Regions from separate parts of the Sus scrofa genome. Here region 2 is linked to region 1. The links are chromatin contacts, called in public HiChIP or PLAC-seq maps. All regions are on one chromosome and are shown on one strand. The core of a region is the stretch at or near the end of the contact, and the rest is flanking DNA. Distances in the headings are between cores, read along the strand shown.

Region 1 (6,882 bases), core at 1,359-3,858:
CTTTGCTGGCTCAGCTAAGTGGTATCCAGCTTTTTCCCTACCTTCTTGCACTGTCTTGCTGCTTGAAATACAAATAGGATGGCAGGTGCTTCGGCAGCCCCTTCAGAACCAAGAGATGACCTTGTAGCTGGAAGTCAGAGAGGATGTTGGAGCAGAAAGACAGAAGAGCTTGGGTTCCTGATGACTATGGACCCACCATCCGAGACCCAGGCTGTCAATTCTAAACATTATTTTTAGGGCTGCAGGTACAGCGTATGGAAATTCCCAGGCTAGGAGTTCAATCACAGCCACAGCAATGCCAGATCCGAGCTACATCTGTGACCTATGCCATAGCTTATGGCAATGCCAGATCCTTAACCCTCTGAGTGAGGCCAGGGATTGAACCCATATCGTCATGGCTACTAGTCATACTAGTCAGGTTCTTAACCTGCTGAGCCACAGTGGGAACTCCCATTTTTCTATTTTTCATGGATTTCTAGGAATTCTTTATATGATCCCGGTGCTATTCAATATGGATTTTATCTGAGGGAAATAACTTTTCCCTGTTTATGATTTGTCCTTACATTCTCTTTACGATGTTTTTGATGTATATTAGAAATTATCTGTAATATAGTTAAATTTATTAATTGGAAATGGAATTTTTTCCTTGGCCTATTCACGGAACAGCTAAATTAAAAGGCAGATAGCTCAAAATTGACCATACATAAAAGCAGCATAGTTAAAAGTGGATTTCTGGAGAGTTCCCAGTGTGGCTCAGCAGATTACAAACCATGCTAGCATCCATGAGGTTGTGGGTTACATCCCTGGGCTTATTCAGTGGGTTAAGGATCCAGCATTGCCATGAGGTATGGTGTAGGTCACAGAAGAGGCTCAGATCCCACATTGCTGTGGCTGTGGCATAGGCTGGCAGCTGCAGCTCTGATTCGACCCCTAACCTGGGAACTTCCATATGCCACAGGTGCAGTCCTAAAAAAAAAAAAAAAAAAAAGTAAAAGAAAAAGAAAGGGGGGTATCTCTGTCATTCCAATTACTTTCCTGCATTTGACAGCATCATTTTTTCACATTGAAGATTAAGAGATGTATATTCAGGAGTTCCTGTCGTGGCTCAGTGGTTAACAAATTCAACTAGGAACCATGAGGTTGCAGGTTCGATCCCTGGCCTTGCTCAGTGGGTTAAGGATCTGGCATTGTCGTGAGCTGTGGTGTAGGCCAGCATCTACAGCTCAGATTAGGCCCCTAGCCTGGGAACCTCCATATGGCGTGAGTGCGGCCCTAGAAAAGACAAAAAAAAAAGATGTATATTCAATGCATGATGTGGTCTGCAGACACCCCCATATTGCTCTAAGGAAAGGATTACCAAATTTTGTTGGTAAAAGGCCAGGCAGTAAATATTGTAGGCTTTGCGAGCTGTATGGTCTCTGTCACAACCACTGAACTTTGCCCTTGGAACATGAAAGCAGTCAAAAAAATATGTAAGGCATAAGTGGCTTTATTCATGGCACTGAAATATGAATTTCATGTAATGTTATGTCACAGAAAAATTCTTTAAAATTTTTTTTTCAGTCATTTAAAAATGTAAAAACCATACTTAGCTCATACGTGGAATGAAAACAGGTGGTGTGCGGGGGCGTAGCTCATTGGCGCATCTCCAAGGCGTGCTAAATCCTTGGAACAAACTACACCTGCTGGTGCCCGGCCCAACATGACGCTCCGGAAAACAGTTTCTGAGTTTGTTCTATGCCTTAGAGAAGCGCATGCAGATAAGAGCCATGAAGTGAAGAAAAAGGTAAGTGGCAGACTTGCCTCGGGTTGAGCAAAATGACATGTTTGTGACAGGCTGTCCCCTGTCTAAATGGGGGCATTGTGAGGTAAGGGGCTGGTGAACTGCCATTATGTGGCATGGGGGCTTGTTCCCCGTCCTTGCAGGGAAGGGGGTGTGTAAAAACACCCACTGGTATCAGACGCTCTTATCAGATGGGTTTCGACCATTCAGGCTCCTAGTTAGCCAGTGTTTCTAAGCCCCGATTGATAGTTCCAACACCTTGGAATCTGAACCCTGAACCCTGAACCCTGATCCCTGAACCCGCTAGTGAGGGTTCTCTAGAGCTAAAACATGGCAGGGCCCCTCGAGGTTGGAAGGAAGAACTGGGCCTGTGTGTTTATCCAGGAAGATCTCTCTTCTGGCAGATGCGGCCCTCAAGCCCATGACCCAAGAAGGGCAAAATCACCTTCTCACACACTACCCAGCTCTCCCCGGCTCTGCAGGCGGCGGCGGCGTCCTGCAGTGTGGGAAGGGCTAGCGCGTTCCCCGCTAGGAGGACCGAGCCCTGCACACCGCACGAGTTGGAGAAACCAGATTCTAACCGTGCAGCCCGCGACACGTCCCCCAGGGGAGTTTTCCCACCGTCCCGGGAGAAGAATCGGACTTTAGAGTCAGGTGCATCGGGCTCTGGGGGAAGTCTGGGTCCTTCGGGCGGCAATTAGAGAGTCAGGGGCGCCAGGGACCCGGCGGTGCCCCCCTCCCCGACCCCCACCCCCCCAGCCCGGGCCCCTCCCCGAGCCCCGCCCCCCGCGGCCCGCGGCTCTGCGGGCGGGCGCCTAGGGCCCCGGGGGCCCCGGCCTGAGTTCGACCTCGGCCGCGGGCCGGACGGGCGAGTCCCACCCGCCGGGCGCAGGCCCGGGCCCGCGAGCCCCTCCCTCCACCTGTCCCCGCCCTGGCGCCTGGCGCGGGCTGCCCTCGCTCGCAGCGCCCGGGCCAGCAGGCGGCCATGGCGGCGGGCGCCGGGGCCAGGCCCGCGCCGCGCTGGCAGAAGGCGCTGGCAGAGCCGCTGAGCGCGGCGCAGCTTCGGCGGCTGGAGGAGCACCGCTACAGCGCAGCGGGCGTCTCGCTGCTCGAGCCGCCGCTGCAGCTCTACTGGACCTGGCTGCTCCAGTGGATTCCGCTGTGGATGGCCCCCAACTCCATCACCCTCCTGGGCCTCGCCATCAACCTGCTCACCACGCTTCTGCTCATCTCCTATTGCCCGACGGTCACCGAGGAGGTAGGGCCTGCCGCCCGCCCACCCCCAACTGCTGGCCCCCGGAGCCCTGAGCCCCCCGCCCGGGCCCCGCCCCGGGTGCGCTGCTGAGCCTCCCGAGGCCGCAGAGGGTGGACCCCGCCATCGCCCCCGCGCTGCGGCCGCCTGGAAGTGGTCACGCCGCTACCCGGTCCTGTGTCCACCCCGAGCCTCCCCCCGGACCGCACAGGGGCTGTCAAGGTCACTGCCCCGGTCCCGTGTTCACCGTCCCCGGGCCGCAGACGGGCCGCCTTGGCCACTGCGAGCCGGGGGCCTGCCTGCGCGGCCGCCTCCCGACCCCGGGCCAAGCTGCAGGGTGGATAGGCAGTCGGTTACTTTGCACCCTGGGAACACCCCCAGCTCCGTCCTGCCTGGCCCCGGGACTTGTGGTGCGCTTGGCCAAGCCCCAGATGCCTTTTGAACACATATACTTAACCGTCTGTTTCTCGAAAGTTGCGCTAATGATCCTGAAATTACCGGTAGCCGGTGGTAATCAAAGATAACTTTTAAGAGGTTACTTCCTCTTTGCTTTGTTGGCTTTTTCTTGAAAAACAAAGGTATTATTAGCAAGGTGATAATCCTTATCATCACGACCCAGGGATCATAGAAGGCAAAGGATTTTTATTAGCAATGAGTATTTGACCTATGCCCGAAATAAGAGTAAATAATGCGGGCTTCGGACAGCTGGTAATGAGACCTGTGCTGGGGGACCGCAGGCAGAGGGGGCTACTCCCACCCACTGCTTTTTAGAGAATGTGGGAAAAATATTACATTGCATGTTTTCTAATGTTGCTTTCTTTTCTTTGCCCTCCAAGTAGAGAACTCCATTTGTAATAATTGAGTATGGGTCCTGGGAGAACTAATTCGTTGAGGTTCGGTAGCAGGATACACTGGAAGTATTTCATGCCCTCCATACATGGATCTATTTTTTTAAATATTTGATGAAGCCTACATTTTAAGCGTATCTTGCCAATTGATGGATGTGTTTATTATATGTGATTTGTCAGTGAACGTTCTGTTTTTTGTTTTGTTTTTGGTTTTGGGTTTTTTGTTTTTGTTTTTTTTTTTTTGTCTTTTCTAGGGCCGCAGGTGCAGCATATGGAGATTCCCAGGCCAGGGTCTAATGGGGCTATAGCTGCCGGCCTACGCCACAGCAATGCAGGATCCTTAACCCACCGAGGAAGGCCCAGGGGTCGAACCCCCAACCTCCTGGTTCTTATATTTGTTAACCACTGAGCCACCACAGGAACTCCTGTTCTGATTGTTAATTCGTTTACATATGGTTTTAAAACAGTAAGTTGCCACCTGTTTGCAGAATCCCCCAGAGGCAGTGTGCCAGACTGAAAAGTGCACTGAGTTAGAAGTGATTGCTTCTTTCTAATGTAGAGACATTTGGGTCTGCTTTCCCCCATGCAAAATAGAAATTGCCAAACCAATCTCACAAGAATGCAGGGAGGACTGAATGATATATTACCATGCAGAGAAATGTAGACAATTAGAATTTGTTCAGCAGGTTAAAAACATTACCATTATTAAAAAAGCCCTGAAAACATATAATAAAATCCAGTTTTTATTGGGCCTGGATTTGACAGCATTCAGATGTTTCTGGTATTTGCCAGTTAAATTGTGAACGTTTCGACATCGTTGTTCATTTAAGAACCATTTTGTTGAGCAGAGAAGTCCGAGAGATTCTGTTCAGGGATGTCAGGGGAGGCCTGATGGTACAGGTAAAATTATGATTAATTTTTAAGCTGTGCTTCTCTTTTAAAAAAATATGTGTGGGGGCAATATGAGGCATGGGAAGTAAGGGTTAAAGCCGTTGCTGGAATTCAGCCTCTGCTCACCAAATAGAAACCTAGAGACAGAGTTTTGGGTGAAGGAGAAAAAGATAGCTTTATTGCTTTGCCAGGCAAAGGAGGCCATAGCAGGCTAATGCCTTAAAGACGGTGCCCCTACTTCGGAGAGTTTGGGAGGTGGTTTTATAGTTTGGGGAGTGAAAAATAGGGCCACAGCTAAGGATTCGGGTAGAGGCAAGCTTGCATTATTTTCAAAGCTTGTGTTCAGTGGTCTGGTGGTGTTCTTTCCAGAATAAAGAATGCTTCATTAACAGCTTGCATTTGTTGGGGGTTTTAGTTCTGCGGAAGAACGCAAAAGATAGTATTATCCATATTCCTTGAGGAGAAAGCCGAGACCCTGCCCCAAAAGCTGCGCTATTGTTTCCTGACTGCCCCTTCTTGATCCCTGTGTCCCCTCCCTTCCCTGTTGAGCAACTGTTTGAACCTGCCCTTTGGAACTCAGGGAAGGTCATGAAGGCTGAAGTTTATTCCGCACAAACAACAAATGGGAGACACAGAAAGGCTTATGTGCCCAGGGGCCCCACAGGGTTCTGCTGGGTTTCAAAATCATAAGATGAAATTGAGAAAGAGTGTAGGATGCAATCAGATCCTGCACATGCTTCCAAGTGGCTGAGCAGTGGGGGAAACACCTTCGCAGGATTCACACTGCCTGTTCGATAAAGTCCCAGCAATAGTACCGAAGAAGCATAGCAGTAAAAGCTTGTTTGCTTTCAGGCCACAGAGCTGGTAACGATAGGACCTAGTAGGATTCAGATCTAAGTCAGTCTGGCTCCAGAACCATCTTCTTTTAAAGCACATACCACCACCATCTCATCCTCAGTTCCTGCCTTTCTCTCTGTGAGATGGAGGAAAAATACCTTGTGCTTTATGTAATACTTACCAGGTAGGGAAAGTGCTTTCACATCCATTGTTGCTTTTGTGTCTTATGTCAGCCCAAGGAGGTTGGCAGGTTTTTTCCCTTCCTCAAATTGCCTTCCCACCGTTTTCGTATTTCTTCTGTCCGCCCATCCTGAAGTCAGAGTAGCATACATTTTTACCAAGAGGAAATTGAAGCCCGGAGGGTTAAATGACTTTAACCTGGCTTGGAGCTTGTTTTCTGATTCTTAGACGTAAGAATTCTTAGTGCTTTTTCAGACTTGACAGACTCCTTCCAGAAGGGATCGGGAAAAAATCATGTGTAGTTTTTGGACTCTGATGCTCGCGTTTCTCTCTCCATTTCGGATATAATGCTGACTACATAGCTATATTACTATTATTTGATCTTTTTTTAACTACTGTGTTGATTTCTAGGACATGACTGGGGACGAAGGGCAATGAGTAGGGAAAGGTTAAATGATTTGTACTAAGCTTCTAGAATGGTGCTCTGAACTGCATTTCATGCCACCATTTTGTAAAGGAACTTTCTACTCCAGCCAGATTGAACTATTTCCTAGAGCTAAGATGTCTCTCCTCCTTGTCCCTCTCTTTTCTCCTTCCTCTTTTTTTGGGGCGAAGTGGGTTGGCATGTCCACGGCATGCGGAAGTTCCCAGGCCATGGAGCACACAGCAGTGCCAAGGAGCCACAGCCATGACAGTGGCAAATCCTTAACCACAAGGACACCAGGGAGCTCCTCCTTGTCTTCCTTGTCCGTGTCCTACTTCCTCTTTCAGTACCCAGTCCTCACACTATGTCCTCAGGTAATTTTTCTTCTTCACTGGAGTCAGATCCACGACGTCATCCCACTCTGATGATGATAACAACGAGAGCTAACATTTATGGGGTATTACTGAGGTACTGGGCATTAGTTTAAGCTTCTTTCATCTATTATCTTATTTAATCCTCTCAGCAACTTGATGCAAAGATACTATTGATTATTCCCATTTTATAGATGAGGAAACTAATGGGAAATAAATTAACCTCTTTAAACTGAGTCCAGGAGTCCAAGCCAGAAAGCGAGGTACGCCCACCACCAGTCTTTGCAGCTCTCCTG
Region 2 (6,882 bases), core at 2,855-5,354, 170 kb before region 1:
GTTTTACAAAAGTGTGTGTACCTGTCGCGGCTCAGTGGTTAATGAATCCGACTAGGAACCATGAGATTGCAGGTTCGATCCCTGGCCTTGCTCAGTGGGTTAAGGATCTGGCGTTGCCATGAGCTCTGGTGTAGGTCACGGACACGGCTCAGATTCAGCATTGCTGGGGCTGTGGCTGGTGGCTACAGCCGATGAGACCCCTAGCCTGGGAACCTCCATATGCCACCGGTGTGGCCCTAGAAAAGACAAAAATAAATAAATAAATAAATAAAAGTGTGTGTGAGTGTGTATCAGGTATATAGTTAAAAAAAAAAAAACAAAAAACACGTGTTTGGATCTTCAGTCTGTCAGTGACATAAAATTTTTGATACACAATTTATTCTTTGTTTTAATGTAGATACTACTCTCGCTCAAGGCTGTCCTGGGGGCTGAATGACATACCTATACTCATCCCCTTTAAAAATGGCCCACCATGTAACTTAACCTCTCATTTTCTCAGTGCGAAGTTCAAAAAATATTTTAAGTCACTTGAAAATGTAAACTTCTAGAGTGTCCATTAATCAACTGACTATGTTTAATATCGTAATTGTGTTATGACTTCTGGCTCTGACTGACCTTGAGCAAGCTCTTTACCTATGAGCTTTGGTGACATCCCCTGTAAGGGAGGAAAATATGATGACCCAACTCAAATGCCTATTGCTAGAATTCAACACACACTTATCCTTGGGATACGTTACACCTTGCAGTGGTTTGCCAAAGCTGCTGTAACGAACTATAACAAACTAGGTGGCTTAAGCAAGAGAAATTTATTGTCTTACAGTTCTGGAGACTAGAAGGTGGAACTCAAAAACTCGTCAGGGGAGTTCCCGTCGTGGCGCAGTGGTTAACGAATCCGACTAGGAACCATGAGGTTGAGGGTTCAGTCCCTGCCCTTGCTCAGTGGGTTAACGATCTGGCGTTGCCCTGAGCTGTGGTGTAGGTTGCAGACGCGGCTCGGATTCCTCGTTGCTGTGGCTCTGGCGTAGGCCAATGGCTACAGCTCTGATTCGACCCCTAGCCTGGGAACCTCCATATGCCACTGGAGCGGCCCAAAGAAACAGCAAAAAGACAAAAAAAAAAAAAAAAAAAAAAAAAAAAAACTCGTCAGGATTGGTTCCTCTAAGGGCTGTGAGCGAAGGATATGTCCTTGGCCTCTCTCTTTGGCTTCTGGATGGCCATCTTCTCCCTGCATCTCCCTGCATTATCTTCCCTCTACGCATCTCTCTTTGTCCAAACTTCCCTTTTTTACATGGACACTAGTCATATTGGATTAAAGGCCAACCCTACTCTAGTCTGACTTCAGCCTAATGAAATATATCTGCATAGACTCTGTTTCCAAAAGACCACATTCTAAGATACTGGGGGTTGGAAACTTCAAAGGGTGGATTTTGGAGAGAATGTAATTCAACCCATAGCCTATCTACATGGAACTTTGTACTATATATCACAATTATATGATGCTCAATATATTCTTACATCTTTCAACGTATTCATGAGAAAGACATGAATTAGATTAGTCTTTTAGATTAAATATTTTCTTGAAATGTTACATAGTTTAAGCGAATCAACATTTAGGCAGAATATCCCGATAAGGAAAAAACTGAGGGGAAAAACCCTGTCTCTACATTGGAGAGGTCGGAAAGCTGAACATGGCAGATGAGTTCGACAGCTGCACATGGTGGGGCAAGCTTGCTGTTTCCCCTCTCGACGTGTCCTTCACATTAACTCTCGTAGTCAAGGTGCCTGAAGCTCTTTCATCTCCAGCCTTGTAGACTTCATTCTCTCCTCTCCCAGGCTTCTCCACCTTTACTAGACTTGGTCTGCTAAGTAAACAGCTGTCCTAGTCTTAGTCAAAGCTGTCAATGTTAATTAGTTGCTATAAACTGACTCTAAACAGTGTGGATATGATGGCTGATTAATTTGTATTTTTTCCTTCATTGATTTTTTTTAAGGTGTTCTCTGACTCTAAACAGTGTGGATATGATGGCTGATTAATTTGTATTTTTTCCTTCATTGATTTTTTTTAAGGTGTTCTCTGACTCCAAATCTACACTGTAATCAACACAATATATAAGTAAGGTGGAGATAATTTTAGACACAGAATATGGCTTTTATGAGAATTTTAGAAACAAAGCTTGAGCTAAAGACTTTGACCCTTTCTTATCCGATTCTTACCCTACAGGATTTCCCTTAACCACTTGATCGGGGGTTAGATCACCATCTCGTCCTTCAAAGTGGAAGTTGCTTCTCTCTCTCTCTTTTTTTTTTTTTTTCTGGTTGTACATATACAATTCACACTTTTTTTTTTTTTTTTTTTTTTGTCTTTTTGTCTTTTTGCCATTTCTTGGGCCGCTCCTGCGGCATATGGAGTTCCCAGGCTAGGGCTTGAATCAGAGCTGTAGCCGTCAGCCTACGCCAGAGCCACAGCAATGCGGGATCCAAGCCGTGTCTGCAACCTACACCACAGCTCATGGCAACGCCCGATTCCTAACCCACTGAGCAAGGCCAGGGATCGAACCCACAACCTCATGGTTCCTAGTCGGATTCATTAACCCCTGTGCCACAACAGGAACTCCACAATTCATACTTCTTATAAAAGATTCATAAATTAAAAATATAAAGGTACAGGAGTTCCCATTGTAGCTCAGTGTGTTACGAATCTGACTAGTATCCATGAGGATGTGGGTTTGATCCTTGGCCTCACGCAGTCAGTCAGGGATCCGGCATTGCTGTGAGCTGTGGTGTAGGTTGTAGATGTGGCTCAGATCCTGTGTTGCTGTGGCTGTGGTATAGGCTAGTAATAACCTTTTATTTTTTTATGTCTCCTTCCAAATGTTTTCTATGCGCATATAGCCATGCATGTATTTTACAAAATGTGTTATACATGTGTTCTGTATTCTGTTTGTAATCATGACTCTGCATAGAAAAATGTAGTGTGAACATTTTTTTTGGTGGACAAAGAGAGCTTTATATTATCATTGTAATGGCACATCCTTATGTAGATGTGCCATGAGGTATTTAATAGACTGACCCCCAATGTTGAGCTATGACATTCTATTTATTTATTTATTTATTTATTTTGCTTTTTAGGGCCGCACCCGTGGCATATGGAGGTTCTCAGGCTAGGGGTTCAATAGGAGCTACAGCTGCCAGCCTCCACCACAGCCAAAGCAACATCAGATTCGAGCCATGTCTGCGACCTACACCACAGCTCACGGCAACGCTGGATCCTTAACCCACTGATCGAGGCCAGGGATGGAACCCGCAACCTCAGCGTTCCTAGTCAGATTCGTTTCTGCTGCGCCACGATGGGAACTCCTGTGATATTTTTTAGAAACCTTTCCAGATTTGACATCAAGTTTTCCCTTTTTGTTATGTGCGGGCCTTTTAAGGTTCAAAGTACAAGTTTTCCCAATAAAAATAGAAACCCAGGGCACTGACGCCTGAGCCATGGCTCCTGTCAAGTCACATCCTGTGCAGAGTGCTACTGTTTTTCCACTGTGAAACATTACTTGACCAGATTCTCAAAATAGCCCTCCCTCTTTTTAGCATGCTGGCCTCTCACTTGTGTTATCTGGCCCTCCCAAAGCGGCCAGCAAGGATTCTCAGCTTCTCGGCCTCGGAGTCCCTCTGTCCCCGTGCCAGACCAGACTTAGCCATCAGGGCATAGCGACGGGAGCTGCAGGCAGTTGGAACTTTGGGACAGCAAGTGGGAATGCAGACTCGTGGAGCCAGCCAGGTCCCTGTCTCCACCCATGGCAAGAGATCCCAGGTCACGCATAGAAGTATTCTGAGTCGGGGATAAAGGTCAGGGATCCAGGCTTCTGGTGTGCGTGAAATCCAGCCTAAGCAGCTCATAGTTTGTACTTGCTGATACCTAAAAATGACAGAGCAGAGGTTGAGAAGCGTTATAGATTTTTCAAGTCTTTCAGTCCTTAATTTGCGCAAGTGTAACTTAGAAGAGAACATCAGCTTCAGAATCAGAGAGTCTCAAGTTCAAGCCTAGATCTGCCACTTATTTTTCATGAGACCTGACACTTCAGACACTCAACACTTTTTAAATAAATGTGTTGAATGTACGTCTGTGAATATCAGGTTCCTCAGCTGTAAGATGAGGAGATCAACGTACCAATTCTGGGGCCGTCGTGGGGACAATTTAATGAATGCACAATCGCCACATAAAACGTGCTGCGTAAATTAGAGCTGCTGCTTTATTATTCTCAGAAGAAAAATTAGAACCCTTCTTTCCAAAATCTGGTTTTCAAGCCTCTCACCAAGTTTCTTTGTTCAACAAGTAGTTATTAAATAAGCAAGGGTGAAACATGTTGAGTCAGACACTATCCGAGGCTACAAACTAGAAACACTCATTCATTCATTCAACATACACATTGATTTACCGTCAATTAGTCAGGAACAGAGCACACAGTCATCTCCCTTCAAAATCCTTTTTTTGCATCTATCTACTGACTTCCCTCTCCATCTTCTTCGTTCTATGGACCATAGCCACAGGTTCCTAACTAGTCTCCCTGCTTCTATTCTTTTTTTTTTTTCTTTTTTTCTTTTTAAGGCTGCACTGTGGCATATGGAAGTTCCCAGGCTAGGGGTCTAATGGGAGCTGCAGCTGCCAGCCACACCCACAGCGACAACAACATGGGATCTGAGCCTCATCTGTGACCTACAGCACAGCTCACAGCAACGCTGGATCCTTAACCCACTGGGCGAGACCAGGGATCAAACCTGCCTCCTCATGATTACTGGGCAGGTTTTTTCTTGCTGAGCCACAATGGGAACTCCCCATTCTCAACTTTTTAGAACTACTTCTCATCCAAAGTGATTTTTTAAAACTGTTAATCAGATTATACCGTTCCTTTGCTAAGGCACAAAATCCGTAAAGAATAAGATGCACAGAGGAGACCTGGCCCCACATGGCCCTACAAGACCTGGCCTCTTCCTACAACTACAACCTCAGCTTAGCTCACCCATGTCACTCTTCCTCTGCCCCTGTGTTCCACAGCCTCAGTTTCTAGAACTGGTCAAGCTCTTTTCATCCTCAGAGCCTTTGCACATATTGGTCTTTCTGTCTCAAATACCATCTCCTAGGCTTTTTGAATGGCAGGCTTCTTCTCCTCCTTTATGAATTGGTCAAAAGTCACCCTCTCAGGAAGTCATCCCTAATGACCATCATCCATTCCTTAAAACAATATCTTGTTTATTTCTCCTGTGGCTTTATATAGTCTGTACTTACTATTTTTATTTACTTGCTTACTTGTTTATTATGGTCTCTCTCACTAGAACATAAGCCCCATGAAGGCAGAAGCAGAGCCTTGGACTGTGCCTGCCACATAGTGGGCACTTAATAATTTATTACATGAAAGATGGAGTTCCCATCATGGCACAGCAGGAACAAATCCGACTAGGAACCATGAGGTGGTGAGTTCGATCCCTGGCCTCACTCAGTGGGCTAAGGATCCGGCGTTGCCATGAGCTGTGGTGTAGGTCACGGACACGGCTCGGATCTCGAGTTGCTGGGGCTGTGCTGTAGGCCGGCAGCTATAGCTCCAATTCGACCCCTGGCCTGGGAACCTCTATATGCTGTGGGTGCAGCCCTAAAAAGACAAAAAGAAAAAAATTAATTACATGAAAGAATAAATGAGTGAATTTCTATTGTTTAGAACCACCAGGAATAGAAATTCCCAACTTCAGGTTGGGATGTTCTAGGATAGATATTTTCTGACATGAAAAGTTATTTTTATGTTGGATTACATTTGAAAATGGATAGACTGTGACCTGCAGAGGAGAAGGGAAAGTCAGTCTCCTCCAGGAGAAGAGCAGAGTCGAGGCCACTCCAGCAGCAGAGAATTTAAAAACTCATTTGTGGGAGTTCCCTTTGTGGCTCAGTGGTAATGAAATCGGCTGGCATCCCAGATAATGAGGGTTCAATCTCTGGCCTCGCTCAGCGGGTTAAGGATCCAGCATTGCTGTGGCTGTGGTGTACGCCAGCAGCTGTAGATTGTATTCGACCCCTAGCCTGGGAACTTCCATATGCTATGGGTGCAGCACCCCCCCCCAAAAAAAAGAAAAGAAAGAAAAACAAATACATAAATATGGAGAAAAGGGAACCCTCCTGCACTGTTGGTGGGAATATAAACTGGTATAGCCACTATGGAGAACAGTTTGGAGATACCTTAGAAATCTATACATAGAACTTCCATATGACCCCGCAATCCCACTCCTGGGAATATATCCGGACAAAACTCTACTTAAAAGAGACGCATGCACCCGCATGTTCATTGCAGCACTATTCACAATAGCCAGGACATGGAAACAACCCAAATGTCCATCGACAGATTATTGGATTCGGAAGATGTGGTATATATACACAATGGAATACTACTAATTTGTTTTTAGTGGAGATCAGTGCACAGTGGGATCAGGGGTGTCTCTGCCATGCTGGGATGCAGGTTCAATCCCTGGCCCTGCACAGCGTGTTAAAGGATCCAGTGTTGCTGCAGCTGCAGCATAGGTCACAACCACAGCTCGGATCCGATCCCTGGCCTGGGAACTTGGTATGCTGTGGGGCAACCGAAACGGAAAAAACCAAAACAAAACGTATTTGTATTTAGCGACACGATGAATTCCTTCTCCACTGCCCTCTGAGTAAGGCCTCACCATGAAGAGAATGGCTTTGGATCCAAGAGCCTGGATTCGCAGGCTCTACCACTTACCAGCTGTATGACCGAAGACAAGAGGGCCAAAGGCTCTGAGTTTATTTGAGCAAGAAATGGACCCCCGAGTCTGCTACAGAGTAAGCGCTTAGTTCATGTTAATTAATTCTCCTTTTTA

Evidence for each region. HiChIP or PLAC-seq counts read pairs in DNA pulled down with a chosen protein or histone mark.
Region 2: a contact with region 1 is called in an H3K27ac HiChIP or PLAC-seq map of skeletal muscle. The contact joins the enhancer-like site here to the promoter of CHPT1 in region 1. A contact is called at or near these places in 1 of 5 promoter capture datasets (liver), 5 of 47 Hi-C or Micro-C datasets (alveolar macrophages, embryonic fibroblasts, heart right ventricle and 2 more) and 1 of 2 datasets of contacts at active chromatin or transcription factors (skeletal muscle).

What each region holds. Positions count from the first base shown.
Region 1 is chr5:82,540,116-82,546,997 of Sscrofa11.1, reverse strand. CHPT1 (cholinephosphotransferase 1) reads left to right here and starts at 2,608. Exons shown (of 8, transcript XM_021092681.1): 1 at 2,608-3,041. The coding sequence starts at 2,769.
Region 2 is chr5:82,709,608-82,716,489 of Sscrofa11.1, reverse strand. No RefSeq gene overlaps it. Among named protein-coding and RNA genes, the nearest start is that of MYBPC1, 62 kb to the right of the region's middle. Within about 2 kb of position 4,104, at least 5 of the 83 cell types and tissues checked have an H3K27ac peak or open chromatin away from gene starts, as enhancers often do. A contact at or near this core is called in liver and skeletal muscle, where this site is marked.